Regions from separate parts of the Canis lupus genome. Here region 2 is linked to region 1. A link is a contact called in public Hi-C data. All regions are on one chromosome and are shown on one strand. Each heading gives the region's core, a stretch centred on a gene start, on an enhancer-like site or on the middle of the called end of the contact. The rest is flanking DNA. Distances are from core to core; before and after follow the strand shown. Region 1 holds the start of RBM15B (putative RNA-binding protein 15B). Region 2 holds the start of C20H3orf18.

Region 1 (2,604 bases), core at 39-2,538:
CCATGGCCTACAGGCCACACTGAACACAGGAACAGAAAAACAACCCAACCACTCCCACTCTAGGGCTGACCCCCACGGTTATCTACAAAGGGTTAACTCATTCCTGCTGGAAGGGGAGTTAAGATCAGACAATGTTACAGATGTTTCTTTTAAGAGCTTTCCCCTTGCACTTGCCTCAGCTGCTCCAGGAGCTGCTTTATGTATGGTCATGGGAGGAGGAGGAGGAGGAACTGGCAGCCTCTTCCCCGCCCCCACGGTTTCCGTGCAGAAGGGTCAGGTTCTGCGATGCTTCCAGCAGCTCTCGGGAATAAAACCATCCCAAGGCCGCTTGGGCACCCAGGCAGGATTCTTTCCGCCTCCCCCGCACCTCACCTCTGGAGAAGAGGTCCTGGCCCTCGAAGTGGATAGAAGGGCACTGGTCAGCCTCAAGAGGTAAGCGTAGCAAGCTGTGCTAACGACTGGGTTTGGCCTTCTCTTCGCCCTTGGCTCCGTGGCCCTGCCCTCAGCCCACTGCTCGGAGGGCCGCAGCCTAGTGGCGCCAATTCGCACTCGGTAAACGGCGGGTTTGCTGGCGCGGGTTTCTCCGCCTCAACCCTGCTGAGCCTCGCCTTTTGCATGGACAGCCCTTGGTCATCGCGGCCTTTCCAGGGACCGCAGCAGGTGATACCTGAATGCGGAGGATCCCTGCTTTGTGGGGCGTGGGCGCTGGACAGGGCTGAGGGAGCGGCGTGCTTAGATCCTCTTCACCGTCGACCCCGGACCAGTCGGGGGATGCTACGTAAAGAGGCCGCTGGTCAAGAGTCGGGAGCCCGGCGCCCACAGGCACTGCCACTCCTGTTCCACGCAGCGCGGGCCCCCGCGCCGGAAGCGGGAAGCCTAGGGCCGGCAGGAGCGAACCAGGCCCGCTCTCGCGATGGCCCCCATCTCCGCGCAGCCCGGCCCCAAGGCCGCGCGGTGGCGCCAGAGCTCAATGCCGGGCCGCGATCGCCCGCCGGCCTCCCGGCCCCTGCCCCGCCCCCGGGGGTCACGTGATGGGGGCGGCGCAGTCCGATGACGCACACCCGGCGTAGCTCTCGCCCCGCCCGCCGCGGGGTCACGTGACAGTCCGGCGCTGCCTGATAACGCGACGCCCAGCCCCTGGGCGCCGCTCCCGCCCCGCCCCGCCGCCACCGCCGCGCCGAGTCCTTTTGTCCAAGATGGCGGCGCCGGGGGCGCTGCCTCCTCGGCCGCCGCCGCCGCCGCTGTGAGGGGCCTGCGGGCCGCCCGCCCGCCCGCCGCGCCGGCGCCATGAAGAGGCAGAGCGAGCGAGACTCGAGCCCGAGCGGGCGCGGCTCGTCATCGTCGGCCAAGCGGCCGCGGGAGCGCGAACGGGAGGCGGAGGCGGGCGGGCGGCGGGCGGCGCACAAGGCCTCGGGCGGCGCCAAGCATCCCGTTCCAACGCGGGCCCGCGACAAACCCCGCGGTAGCGGGGGCGGCGGGGGTGGGCATCGCGACGGCCGCGGCGCCGGGGACGCGAATCACCGTGCGAGCAGCGGCCGCTCCTCGGGCTCGGGCGCTGGCGGCGGGGGACGCGGTGGCAAGGCCTCCGGGGACCCAGGCGCTTCAGGTGCATCACCTCGCGCGTCTCCGCTGCCGCCACCTCCGCCACCGCCCGGGGCCGAGCCCGCGGGGCCCGGCTCATCGGCGGCCGCACCCGAGTACAAGACGCTGCTCATCAGCAGCCTGAGCCCCGCGCTGCCCGCCGAGCACCTCGAGGACCGACTCTTCCACCAGTTCAAGCGCTTTGGCGAGATCAGCCTGCGCCTGTCGCACACGCCAGAGCTGGGCCGCGTGGCCTACGTGAACTTCCGGCACCCGCAGGACGCACGCGAGGCCCGCCAGCACGCCCTGGCCCGCCAGCTGCTGCTCTACGACCGGCCGCTCAAGGTGGAGCCGGTGTACCTGCGTGGCGGCGGCGGCGGCGGCGGCGGCGGCGGCGGCGGCGGCGGCGGGAGCAGCCGGCGAAGCAGCAGCAGCAGTGCTGCCGCCTCCACGCCGCCCCCAGGGCCGCCCGCGCCCGCCGACCCGCTCGGTTACCTGCCGCTGCACGGCGGCTACCAGTACAAGCAGCGCTCTCTGTCCCCAGTGGCCGCCCCTCCGCTACGGGAGCCCCGCGCCCGCCACGCCGCGGCGGCCTTTGCCCTGGATGCTGCCGCCGCCGCCGCAGTAGGACTGTCCCGGGAGCGGGCCCTGGACTACTACGGTCTGTACGACGACCGCGGGCGCCCATACGGCTACCCCGCCGTGTGCGAGGAGGACCTGATGCCTGAGGACGACCAGCGGGCCACGCGCAACCTCTTCATCGGGAACCTGGACCACAGCGTGTCCGAGGTGGAGTTGCGGCGGGCCTTTGAGAAGTACGGCATCATTGAGGAGGTGGTCATCAAGAGACCTGCCCGTGGCCAGGGTGGTGCGTATGCCTTCCTCAAGTTCCAGAATCTAGACATGGCCCACAGGGCCAAGGTGGCCATGTCGGGCCGGGTGATTGGCCGAAACCCCATTAAGATAGGCTATGGCAAGGCCAACCCCACCACTCGCCTCTGGGTGGGCGGCCTGGGACCTAAC
Region 2 (2,604 bases), core at 47-2,546, 610 kb before region 1:
GAGATTAACAACAAACAAACAAACAATACCCCACTTCCCTCACAGCCTCACAGGTCATAAGGTCATTGAAATGTCAGAATGAACTTGTCCCTAGCAAAGACTTAGCTCAGCGCAACCCCTGCCCACAGTAAGTACCCAGTATATAGACGTTCCCCCCCCCCCCCCCACCAACTGCTTCTTGGAGCTTGGGAAGAGGAGCCACAGGAGCTCCCCACCTAGCCCACTGTGTAATCCAAGCTGTGTTTGTGGAACAGGGGTGAGGGGGGTGGATGGTAAGCATGGAGAGACCAGAAGGCAGGAAGGTGAGACAGCTAAAGTCAGGTCCTCTGGCAGGGCTTCCCTGCAGGCTCTTAGGGTCACTGGACCTCCATGGGGAGCTAGGGGCTGCCAGGGACAAGGGAGACAAGGGGAGCAGGGAGCATATATTCACATGCAGGGATGGGGCTCCCACTCTGAGGTGCTTCTCCTCCCTCACCCTCCGCCATTGAGAACAGAGGGTGAGAGATGGGCCCAGACCAGGGTGTGGCTTACATCTTCCCAGGCCAGAAGGCCCCCGGTAAGGCCAGGTGGGACAGGGTCCCAGCCAAGGTGCAGAAGGGCGGGGCCTAGGGAGAGGGGGGATACACAGCTCCTGGCTGTACACATGCATCCCTGCACTAGCTCATGGGGGTTTGTGGGGTGCCTCCCTGTGCAGGTGCATGGGTGTGTGTGAGGCACGTACACACTAATGATTGCTCCTCAGGAAGGGGCAAGGTGGGCAGGGAGATGTGGGGGTTCATCCTTCTCTGCCCTCTCTCTCTGGCTAGGCTGAACGCGACAGCAGTCCCAGGTTCTTTCTTGGCTCTGCCTCTGACCCCAAACCGTGACCTTGGGCCTGACCCTTAACTCTTGCTCTGGGCTGTTTATTCCTGGGTCCACAGCAGAGAAAAAGGCCCTGCTCTTCACTGTCTGGGACTGCCTGGGGGTCCAAAGGGCAAGAGAAGGGGGTCCAAACGGGCGAAATGGGTTGGCACCGCGACCTTCGAGAACCCGCATACCGTTGTCTGCCAGGTTCCTCAGTCCTCCCTGCTCCAATCCCCATCCCCGCCTCTGCGACTCGGTGATTCCTCCATTCCTGCACAGAAGCTGCGGCTTCAGCACTTACTTAATCCTCTCTGGGGCGCCGAGCTCAGCCGGAAAGGCTAGGGGTGCTGGCGATCGGCAGGAGGCCGGGGCGGGGGGCGGCGGGGCCGACCCCGCGTCCGCCCTCCCCCTCCGGGTGAGCTCCGAGCCGCGGGTTGGGCCCGCTGCAGCGCACGGCCGGCAGCCGCGAGCGCCGGCTCAGCCAGCCTCAGCCGCCGGGCGCGGGCAGGCAGGGCCTGGACCCACCGCGGGGGCGGGGCCGAGGCCGGGAGCCCCGCGGGTCCCCCGCGCTCCGGCGCCTCGCCTCCCCGCCGGCTCCGCGCCCCCGGCTCCCGATTGGCTGCCAGGCCCACAGCCTGCCGGGCGCCGGCCCTCTCGCCCGCCGCGGGATCTGGCTCCGCCCCCAGTAGGAGCCGGACACAAGGTCTCGGGTCTTGGAGACCACCCGTGACCACCCGTGCGCTACGCCGAGGTCGGGTGGGGGTCCGTGGGGGTGGCCAAGCCCTTCCTGCCCCAGAACTCGCGCGGAGCTCCACCTCCGCCGATGGCTTCGTGCTCCCAGGACGCAGGCGGATGCTGGAGGCTCGGGGAGAGCACTGTACTGGGAGTCCTCGGATCTGTATTGACCTCTGGCTCCCCCCTCTGTTGCTTTGTTACCTTGACCGACAAGCTTCCCCTCCCGGGGGCTCGGCTTCCAGCTTAGAAGGGCTCTACTGAGAGGGCTCTTGGTAAACGACACCCACTTCGGGCTAAAAATAGGGCAGCTTAGTCCAGAAAAGTTGGGAGCCTTTGGTATTATTATTATTATTATTGGTCGGCCGGACACAAGCAAGACTACATATACCCCTAACAATAGCCCCCATCTATGGCGCGAAATCTCAGGGGAGGGACCCTCAGATACCTTCTAATCCTCGGGTTTTCAAAGGAGTTTATGGGGATCACCGGAGAAGCTTCTGTTACCAAGGAGATCCCTGAGCCCCCCTCCCCCCTTCCCCTCCGGTCTGGGACCCAGTCCAGGAAACTGCATGTTTAACATCAGTTAACAGTGATCTACTTAACAACAGATTCTGATGGGGTAGGGCGTCGGCACCACACTTGGTGGGACACTGTCATGAATTTTGTAAAAGGAACAGCTGAGGCCCACAGAGTGAGCTGCCAACGGTCGGGATTCGAACTCAGGTCTCCGGCGTTCGGTTTTGAACCTTCCTGCCCCAAACCCTGAAACCCGGGAGCAAGAGGCTCCAGAGCGGTCCTGGGGTCTAGTGGCCACCCGGCCGCCAGCGCGGCTCCGGCAGCTTCCTCGGCCGAGTAGTGGACACGGGGTCCCGCCCCCAACCCTGGAATCCGTCCACGTGCTGCCGGGCCTGCGGGAGGCTACGCTAGACCACGCCCCTGGACCGACCCGGCGCCCCGGTTCTCGAACCCGAGCTGGCTGGTGACCCGCCGCCGCGGCCGGGTACCCAAACGCCAGCTCGGAGTAGT

Evidence for each region. Hi-C and Micro-C count contacts between places; a contact is called where the count stands out from the background.
Region 2: a contact with region 1 is called in a Hi-C map of skin fibroblasts, with 2.8 times the contacts expected there. The contact joins the promoter of C20H3orf18 here to the promoter of RBM15B in region 1. A contact is called at or near these places in 3 of 9 Hi-C or Micro-C datasets (blood, skin fibroblasts and tumor fibroblasts).

The regions. Positions count from the first base shown.
Region 1 is chr20:38,599,001-38,601,604 of UU_Cfam_GSD_1.0, reverse strand. RBM15B (putative RNA-binding protein 15B) reads left to right here and starts at 1,288. Exons shown (of 1, transcript XM_038566333.1): 1 at 1,288-2,604. The coding sequence starts at 1,288.
Region 2 is chr20:39,205,689-39,208,292 of UU_Cfam_GSD_1.0, reverse strand. It overlaps C20H3orf18, which reads right to left and starts at 1,296. Exons shown (of 7, transcript XR_005374913.1): 1 at 1,038-1,296.